2 separate regions of the Sus scrofa genome follow, and region 2 is linked to region 1. Evidence: chromatin contacts called from public HiChIP or PLAC-seq data. All regions are on one chromosome and are shown on one strand. Each heading gives the region's core, a stretch centred on a gene start, on an enhancer-like site or on the middle of the called end of the contact. The rest is flanking DNA. Distances are from core to core; before and after follow the strand shown. Region 1 overlaps RABEP1 (rab GTPase-binding effector protein 1). Region 2 overlaps RABEP1 (rab GTPase-binding effector protein 1).

Region 1 (5,089 bases), core at 1,279-3,778:
ACAGTAATGCTGGCAGCGCAGTAGAATGGGCGGGACAGCTGAAGGAGGAAACGTACTGAGGAGGGGCTGGCCACATTGTGGGTGACAGGGGATGAGGCCAGAGAAACACCACTTACCACCTCCAGGTCCCCCTACTTTACCCATCCTCACTACCTGAGATGTTCTACTCTCCACAACCTGCCCAAGCCCCACACTGTTCACAGAGCTTAAGACCTAATACTTGCTAATATTCAAAAATATGCTAGAGTGGAGTTCCCAGTGTGGTGCAGTGGGTTAAGGATCTAGCACTGCCACAGCTGTGGCAGAGGCCGAAGAGGCAGCTCAGATTCCATCCCTGGCCTGGGAACTTCCATATGCTGTGGGTTTTTTTCCGAAAAAGGAAACGAAACAAAAACGCTAGAGAATTATTTCACTTCTTTAGATAATCTCTTTTAAACAAAAGCACAAAGTATTAGCAACATTTATTCATAACCAAAAAGAATTTGCAAATATTACTTAATTTTCTTCTACAGGAGTTCTCGTCATGCCACAGTGGAAATGAGTACGACTAGGGACTATGGGGTTTTGGGTTCCATCCCTGGCCTCGCTCAGTGGGTTGAGGATCCCGCTGTGAGCTGTGAGGTGGGTCAGAGATGCCGCTTGGATCCTGCGTTGCTGTGGCTGTGGTGCAGGCTGGCAGCTACAGCTCCGACTGGACCCTTAGCCTGGGAACCTCCATATGCCGCGGGTGTGGCCCTAAAAAGACAAAAATAAATAAATAAATAAATTTTCTTCTACAGTTTTAATTTTGGAACCACTAGTAAGAAGAACATCTAACTGTTTCACAGACCATGAGATAAAATGAATGTTTCAAATGGTACCACGTATAATACTGTAAAAACATTAGAAAATATTATTTTACCTAATTTTCAGGTAGCAGCTATTATGCACCTTCCATATGAACAACGTAACTGACTGATATATGAGAAGCTAAAAAATGGTAACACTGTGTATACAATGATTTTAATTTTATAGATTCATTATACCTCCTCATTTGATAATTGCGCTGAAGATTCTTCATGAGTTAAAGCACACACTACTGGTATTTTTACTTCTTCCTCAACATCTGTTTTGTTGTGATCTTTCCTCTTATTAAGTCTTTGTTGCTCATCTTCCTCCTAAAAGTTAGGAATAAAAAAAATATATATTATCCAGGTAATCCATATTTAATAATTCACATAATTCTTTAACCACTCAAAATAAAAAGAACAGAGCTTTATGATAAGCAAAAAGTGGACACATGATTATTTGTTTCATAATCACATCTAAAGACAACTAATTATAATAAAATGTTTTAATACTATAGAAAAAAGTATGAATCCTGGTGTAGAAAAAAATCAGAAAAAGTTTCCAATAAAAGTATTATCATGTGAAGGCAAAACAAGAAAGCAAATCATCTCCCCTTTAAATCACCTTTCCTTCTTCAAGTGATCCGAGAAAGAAAATTTACATAGAATGTTCCTTCAGGTTATTGTCAAAAACAAACAGGAAAGGAGTTCCCGTCGTGGTGCAGTGGTTAACGAATCCGACTAGGAACCATGAGGTTGCGGGTTCAGTCCCTGCCCTTGCTCAGTGGGTTGACGATCCGGCGGTGTTGCCATGAGCTGTGGTGTAGGTTGCAGACGCGGCTCGGATCCCGTGTTGCTGTGGCTCTGGCGTAGGCCGGTGGCTACAGCTCCGATTCAACCCCTGGCCTGGGAACCTCCATATGCCGCGGGAGCGGCCCAGGAGATAGCAACAACAACAACAACAATAACAACAACAACAAAAGACAAAAAAAAAAAAAAAAAAAAAAAAAACCAGGAAAAAGTTAGGGCATTACACATCCATTTGAAACATGTACAGATATGAAATACAAAGGAATGATTGAAGCTGATGTAATAATTCACTCAACAGGAGTTCCCATCGTGGCTCAGCAGAAACGAATCTGACTAGTATGCATAAGGATGCGTGTTCAATCCCTGACCTTGCTGAGTGGGTTTAGGATCTGGTATTGCCGTGAGCAGTAGTGTAGGTCACACACGCGTTTCTGATCCTGAGTTGCTGTGGCTGTGGTGGAGGCTGGCAGCTACAGCTCCGATTCAACCCCTAGCCTCCATATGCCACAGGTGAGGCCCTAAAAAGACAATAAACAAACAAACAAACAAAAATAATTCACTCAACAACAGTGAAAGATACCTTCCATGCTCATGCCCCCAAATCAGTCCAGGGGAAGAGACAAAAACACAATCACACTACTACACAAGCATAAACAAGGTTCTACAGGAGGAAGAAGATTTCATCTGAGGGAGCTAGAAAGGAGGCTCCCAAAGAAGATAACACTTCGGCTGGATCTCTAAGAATCAATAAGATGAATCTGCCAACTGCATGAGAGGAGACAAGCAATGGTCCCGGAGGGAGAAAGGAAGCACGTACCAAGGGACAGGGGCCCAGAAGAGCAGGCATATCAGGAAATACTGAATCATCTCATGTGACTAAAAAGAGGGCAGGCACATGAGCAGTGAGGAACATGGAGCAGGAGGTGGTGGTTCAGTGTCAGCATCTGCAATCAGAGACTGGTCAACCCTCAGATACGCCCAGCTCATTTGGAAAGTCTTCTCGTGTGGTTCTCTTTTTTGAGAAACACATGAGATAAAGCTTTACATATAAAGCCTTAGCACAATGCTGGCACACAGGCCTTAAATGACCAGTTTTGCAGTTTAAACTGTTTTAAATGGGCAGCAGGAAGAGGATGGTTCTATCTTACTTTAGAATCAGCCTGACTGTGTCTGTACAAGATGAATGAGGCAAAACTAAGAGACAGAAAGGAAATTTGAAAAGGAAGAAACTTCTGAAAAACAAAGGCCCTCATTACTTATCCATTCTTTCTTTTTTTTTGGTCTTTTTAGGGCCACAGGTGCAGCAAATGGAAGTTCCCAGGCTAGGGGTCAAATCACAGCTGCAGGTGCCAGCCTACACGACAGCCACAGCAACAGGGGATCCGAGCTGTGTCTGCGACCTACACCACAGCTCACGGCAACACTGGATCCTTAACCCACTGAGCAAGGCCAGGGATCGAACCTGCAACCTCATGGATACTAGTCAGGTTCGTTTCCACTGCGCCACAATGGGAACTCCTGAAAAACAAAATCGAATGTAAGTTATACAAGGTAATCTAAAATACTTCTTGTAATACCTGCATAGCTATTCTAAGGAAATATTTGCACACATAACATAGTATAGGATGTTAACTGCAACACTGTTAGAAATGACAAAAAGAAAGAAACCATCTGGATGCCCACTAGAAGGAGAAGAATTAATTATCGTACATTCATGCTACCAGTTAACAAGAATGAGACAGATCTCTGATGTGAAAACAGAGCCAAGATGATGCTTATGAGAAAAATAAGTTATAGAATAAATACTTATACTCTGATACCAGTTGTTTGAAACAAACAAACAAACAAAAAACCCCCCACCAAATATACACTTAAAAACACACAGAAATGGTCTGGAAGACCACCTTCTGAACTAATTATTTCTGATTACAATAAGAGGTTACTTCTGAAGAGTTCCTGCTGGGGTGCAGTGGGTTGAGTCCAACTGCAGGAGTTCCAGTTGTGGTTCACTGGGTTAAGAACCCGATTAGTATCCATGAGGATACGGGTTCAATCCCTGGCCTGGATCAGTGGGTTAAGGATCCAGTGTTGCCTCGAGCCATGGTGTAGGTCACAGATGCAGCTCAGATCCAGGGCTGCTGTGGCATAGGCCAGCAGCTATAGCTCTGATTCAACCCCTAGCTTGGGAACTTCCATATGTGGCAGGAATGGCCCTAAACAGACAGGGAAGAAAAAAAAAAGAAAGAAAGAAAGAAAAAAGAATGTAACTGCAGCAGCTCAGGTCACTGTGGAGGTGCAGGTTCAATCCCCACCCCAGCACAGTGGGTTAAACAGTGTTGCCACAGCTGTGGCACAGGTGGCAGCTGCAGCTTGGATTTGGTCCCTGGCCTGGGAACTTCCATATGCTGTGGGTTCAGCCGTAAGAAAAAAAAAACTGGTTACTTCTGTGAAGGGAGATATATGAGATGATGTCAAGGGAGATTTTTCACATTATCACTTCATTTCTTTTACTTTGGGTTTTTGTTACTTCGTGGCCATGCCCACAACATGTGGAAGTTCCTGGGCCAAGGATCAAACATGCACCACAGCAGCAACTGGAGCCATGGCAGTGACAATGCCAGACCCTTAACCCACCTAGCCATCAGGGAATACCTTTCACTTTGTATTCAAAACAGAATATCATAAACATGAGAATGTACTTACATGTTACTCGTGTAGTGAATAGTTTTTTATAGATAAGGAGAAAACAGGATCCTAGATACAGGGCACCCTAGACATCTGCCTTTTCTTATCACTCAGCCTCTTCACCCCCACCCATCACCTTTTTTTTTTTTTTTTTTTTGCTTTTTAGGGCCGCACCTGCAGCATATGGAGGTTCCCAGGCTAGGGGTCCAATTGGAGCTGTAGCTGCCAGCCTACGCCACAGCCACAGCCACAGCAGATCCAAGCCGTGTCTGCAACCTACACCCCAGCTCACAGCAACACTGGATCCTTAACCCATGGTGCGAGGCTAGGGATCGAATCCGCAACCTCAAGGTTCCTAGTCAGAATCATTTCCGCTGCGCCACAACAGAAAATCCCCCACTCATCACCTTCTAATGAGGCTTTTAGAGCAAAGTCATGAAAGATGAAGCCTGGATAAACACAATTCAGGAGCCCTAGGAGAACTGGACAGAACTGCAGAGAAAGATTTTCTCGGGAATATGCACTGTTACACCCTGCAGACCAAACGGGATCGTTTCTAAATCAGTCCCCCACCCCCACCCCCAGACAAGGCCATTTCTAAAATTCAAAAACAAAATCCCTCAAATGCAGTTATTGTTTTTTGAAATGAAGTATATCACTTTGTTTCAGACTGAAGTCAATCTGTAATATACATAAAGCAATGCAATCATGGAGGGGGTGGGTTTTAACAAAGCAAATAATCCTACAGGACTGCCAGTCACCTGATC
Region 2 (5,089 bases), core at 1,544-4,043, 130 kb after region 1:
AACGAATACAACATTGTAATCAACTATACCACAATAAAAATACATTAAAAATAAAGAAGGCAGGAATCACATCCCCTGGAAATGTTATTTCTGTACGTATGGCCCCATCCATCACTGTCTTCAGTGGTTGCTCCCAGCAGAGATTAATTGACATTTGTGAAGTGGCACAAGGGGTAAGACCTTCATTTTATGGATTGGATGCTTTGGGGAGAAGAAAAAACACAGCATATGTTATGTGCCACCTGGCAGGATGATGACAAGGACCATGAATCATGAGGTGAGAAATGGACTAGATTCCTATCCAAGTCTCTTCTAGTCTGAAGTCCCTGGTTCCGTGGCTTTAAGAGGTAAACACATGTCCAGCCATCCTGAGGAAGAGAGGAAAGCTCCACAGATGACCACCAGAGGGCGCCCTCCACTTCCCGGATCCCCACAGGGTCCTCTAGCTGCCCAGATCAAACAGGCAGCATTTCAAACGTGCAGGAAGAAGGCTAAACAGACCAGACCAACTTTCTATCCTCCTCCTGTGGTGCAAACACAGTGGTGGAGTCAGGGGAAGGGTGTGGGTGGCAAGGAAGTGGGCAGGTTCAAATGCCCTGATGGGGGCCCTAAACTTTGCTGTCAGCCTCCATCTGCCAACACCTTAACACCCCATCAGCCACACAACCATCTGCTGTTCTCCAAATACTCTGGGCTGTTCTATCCACAGTTCTCTCCACTTGGTGAGCTCCTACACATCCTTCAAAGCCCAGTTCAAATGCCCTCTCCGTGCTCCCATTCTGTGCTCCCACGGCACAGCATCCATTGCTTTCAGTAGTAATTACTGATGTACCTTTCTGCCTGGAGAACATGTTCCCCCAGGGACAACTTGCTCAGCTCCTAGCAGAGACTTGCAAGCCTAGGGCCTGACATAAAGCAGAGGGCACTGAACCTTGCCTGCATTATGTTATGGTTCCACCTTCCTCCTACACCTTGAGAGGCTTCCCTGAAGGCAGGGGCTGCATCTGATTCTTCTCTCTGGCCCTGATACCACCCAGGGCCTGGCAAAATAGGCCCTCAAGTTGGCTAGAAAGAAGTTGCCTCCTTTGGAGTATGTAACTCACTTCTCCCTCTAGATGACTTGGCTTCTTTTTTCAGTCGACATCTATCAGGCATTTTTGGCTGTGCCCAGGACCATGCTGGGTGCCAGAGTGGGGGCAGGGAGTTGAGCAGATGTCTCGTCCTAGCTGCAGAGGGCAGTAACAGAAGAGAGATTCATGGCACAATCCCTGGACCACTTTACTGTTCATCAAATGGTCTCTCTCTCTCTCTCTCTCTTTTTTTTTTTTTTTTTTTGTCTTTTTGTCTTTTTAGGGCTGCACCCATGGGGTACAGAGGCTCCCAGGCTAGGGGTCCAATTGGAGCTGTAGCCACTGGCCTATGCCACAGCCACAGCCACAGCAACGTGGGATCTGAGCCGAGTCTGGGACCTACAGCACAGCTTACAACGACGCCAGATCCTTAACCCACTGAATGAGGCCAGGGATTGAACCTGCGTCCTCATGGATGCTAGTCGGGCTCATCAACTGCTAAGCCACAGCAGGAACTCCCCAAATTCTTTCATTTTATGAATGAAGAAACTGAGGCTCAGGGAGGGGAGGGGCCATGTAGGAAGTTGTTGGCAGACTGAGCCCAGCATTTGGATCTCTTGACACTCCAACTTGGACTTGCTGTAGCAAGTGCATAGTGGGAAGCGGCAGGTTTATCAAGTTCACTGCATCACAGCTGAACCCGGCCATCCCAGAGGCTTAGCAAAATCATTTATTGGACGAATCCATGAAACACAAACCAAGGAGTCACTGCTTTGGTAGCAGAAGATGAGTTTTACCTACAGAAGGATTTATTCACTTCTCAAAAGATAAAGAATTCCCTAGTGGGTCAAGATCTGGCACTGTCGCTGCAGCAGCTCAGGTTGCTGCTGTGGCATGGGTTTGATCCCTGACCCAGGAAATTTCACATGCTGCAGACGTGGCCAAAAAAACCTTTCTTGCTTTTAGGGAAGTTTTTGAGCAGATAAGCTATGGATCAACCCTAATAAGAAAGAACTTAGGGAATTCCTGCTGTAGTGCAGCAGAGTAAGAATCCAGCTTGGTCTCTGAGGTGGCTTGGGTTCAATCCCCAGCCCAGCACAGTGGGTTGAGGTTCCAGCACTGCCGCAGCTGTGGCTTGAATGTGATCCCTGCCCTGGGAACTTCCATATGCCACAAGTGTGGCCGGAAAAAAAAAAGAAAAAAAAAAAAAAAAAAAACAACAACCTCGACTTTGCAAATGGATAGACCTGGCTTGAAGGTTCTTCCTGGACTATGCATGATGGAACCTCCCAGAGCCTCGTTGCTCCCACCTGTCAGATGGAGACGATAATCTCCCAGGTAAGTGAAGACGAGGTGAGACAAGAGCTCCGGTCGGGCCTGGTTCCCAGCTGGTGCTCACCGACAGGACTTAGCAATTCCTGGTAAGCTGCCAGTTGTGTGCATCCCCCACCCCTCCGATGCCAAGTCCAGCGACGTCCTGTGGGTAGCTTGAAATCAGCCGGGCTGGGAATGTTTAGGTCATGGAAATCAGCAAACACTACACACCAGAAACCCTTTGGTCCCCCAAGAGCTGGTTGTTAAATGTGTACCAGACAGGCCAGGGTATCATCATGATCGCTGAGAACAGTCACAACTTGTTCGCTCCAGGCAGACACAGTGCACACCAGCTTGGCTATTTTTACTGACAAGACCGCTCGTTTGAGTCAGAACAGTCAATTCCACAAAATGGTTGGTTGGTTTCCCCACCCCTGGGCCCCATTTCAGAGGCGCCGGTGTTGTGGGGAGACGGCTCAGTCCAGCGGTCATCTGGACCCAAGTCCAGAGGTAGCCTGTCACTCACCCTCAGCAACAGGAGGCTCCCCCCACCCCCCAGAAAAGGCTGGGTCGGCGGTGCCAGGGCTCCCCCAGGGTTTGTGAGAACCACTCTCTTTGTGGGGCAGTATTTCTCACCCAGGTCTGTCTCCGAGTCTGGGTGGGAGTCAGGCTTCTGGAGCTCCAGGGTGCTCCGGGCAGGCCCGTCTCTGGGGACCCTCCCCCACCCAACCCCCACGCACTGCCAAGTCCCCACCTGCGGCCTGATCCCTCCACCCAGGAGGGTCTGAGGTGGGCCTTGCAGGAGCACAGGGACAGTGAGAAGATTCTGGCTCCTGGAAGGCCCCAGGTGTCAGCTTTCTTGGAAGAGGGCCTGGTTGCTGGGTGATGGCCTCTCCCTGGCCGGCTGAGCAGAAAGGGGAAGTGGGGTCACCAGGCGTGGAGGCCTGTGGGCGAGGAGCCGCCTCTCCCCAGCTGCGCCCAGGCCACAGCACCCGGGACACTGCTGACTCGTCAGCTGCTCACATCTGGACACCCCTGCAGCTCGGGGAAGCACCTGGGCATGTGTCCTGGGCCTGGCCCTGGGGACTGGAGCCTGGGGCCTTGGCACCACCACTGGGTGGGGTCGGAGAAACAGGGGCCTTGAAGAGCCGGCCCTGCTGGCAGTGGGGCTGGCGAGCTCGGGATCACCACGTCTCCTCGGGCCTCCATCCCCTTGCGCGTACGGTGGGGCCCGTGAGGAGGCCACTGCTCAGGCTGACATGACGGAGTGACTGGGAGTGAGATGTGTGTACTGCGAGCGGCTTGTTATCATTCTCTGGATCACGATGGCGAGTCTGGGGGACTGACCTGCGTGAGGACCCTAACTGGCCTGTGCTGAAGCTGGGGTGAACTTGGGGCTACATTTTGAAGCCTTTGGATGAAAAGGCTGGAACGCCACCGGCTAGGTGTCTGCCCCTGTGTCTCTGGTATTCAGGGATTTATTTATTTATTTATTGGGTCTTTTTGTCCTTTTAGGCACATGGAGGTTCCCAGGCTAGGGGTCCGATCGGAGCTGTAGCCGCCAGCCTACGCCAGAGCCACAGCAACACCAGATCTGAGATGCATCTGCGACCTACACCACAGCTCACGGCAACGCCGGATCCTTAACCCACTGAGCAAGGCCAGGAATCGAACCCGCAATCTCATGGTTCTTAGTCGGATTCGTTAACCACTGGGCCATGATGGGAACTCCTCAAGGATGTGTTTGCAAGGCCTCCTGCCTTCCAGAGGCCTCGGGGTCAGGGAGTGTTAGGCTGAGGTCCGATCTCAGTGGGGCCGTCTGCCCTCATTCCCTGGAAACAATCGCTGTGCAGGAGACCTGAGTTGAGCTTTGTCCTTTTCACTTCCACCTTCTCAAAAAGCGCCTGTCCCTAAAGTCACTCCCTTTCCCGGTCCCTTTGCATGTGTGGCCCTCTGAGGAAGCATCCAAAGGGGATTGTTGAGCCCAGAGAAGACAAGGCCTGGGAGCATATCTTTTATTGTTTTAGCATCTTGTTTTACTTTCAGAAAATTGGGAAACGGCAGAGCTAATAGGGGACACAATGACCCCAAATCCCACCACCTCACAGCACTCTTGGCGAAGAGCTGGCTGTCTCGGAGTTCCCGTTGTGGTGCAGCGGAAACGAATCCGACTAGGAACCATGAAGTTGTGGGTTCCGTCCCTGGCCTCGCTCAGTGGGTTAAGGATCTGGTATTGCCATGAGCTGTGGTGCAGGCTGCAGACCAGCCCAGATCCTGTGTGGCTGTGGCTGTGGTGCAGGCTGCAGACACAGCCCAGATCCTGTGTGGCTGTGGCTGTGGTGTAGGCCAGCAGCCGCAGCTCTGATTCGACCCCTAGCCTGGGAAGCTGCGAGTCGCTAAAAAGTAAAAAGAAAAAAACGAAAAAAAAAAAAGAGTTTGCTGTCTTGCCTCCCAGCCTTTTTTCCCAGATAGAGGTGTTTTGGAAAGTCGCCTATGTTTTATTTTGGTGTAAGTACCTCCTAGACATAGAAACACAGACGCCATCGCTGTCATCGGCACGTCACCACCCCTGGTCCCCTCCACCCACTTAACGGGACACCAGCATACCTGCCAGGAGCCCCTGAGGGACAGGTTCAAGTTTCCCTCCACATTCTTAGAGCCAAACACATACAAAAAAGTACGAAAGAGCAAGAGGCAATTTGGTT

The links. HiChIP or PLAC-seq counts read pairs in DNA pulled down with a chosen protein or histone mark.
Region 2: an H3K27ac HiChIP or PLAC-seq map of alveolar macrophages shows a contact between it and region 1. The contact joins two enhancer-like sites. A contact is called at or near these places in 2 of 47 Hi-C or Micro-C datasets (embryonic fibroblasts and spleen) and 2 of 2 datasets of contacts at active chromatin or transcription factors (alveolar macrophages and skeletal muscle).

What each region holds. Positions count from the first base shown.
Region 1 is chr12:51,635,688-51,640,776 of Sscrofa11.1, forward strand. RABEP1 (rab GTPase-binding effector protein 1) reads right to left here. Exons shown (of 20, transcript XM_021067732.1): 9 at 5,084-5,089; 10 at 1,026-1,157. Among named protein-coding and RNA genes, the nearest start is that of NUP88, 76 kb to the left of the region's middle. Within about 2 kb of position 2,529, at least 2 of the 83 cell types and tissues checked have an H3K27ac peak or open chromatin away from gene starts, as enhancers often do. A contact at or near this core is called in alveolar macrophages, where this site is marked.
Region 2 is chr12:51,764,393-51,769,481 of Sscrofa11.1, forward strand. All of the region lies in intron 2 of RABEP1 (rab GTPase-binding effector protein 1), which reads right to left. Among named protein-coding and RNA genes, the nearest start is that of SCIMP, 5.7 kb to the right of the region's middle. Within about 2 kb of position 2,794, at least 21 of the 83 cell types and tissues checked have an H3K27ac peak or open chromatin away from gene starts, as enhancers often do. A contact at or near this core is called in alveolar macrophages, where this site is marked.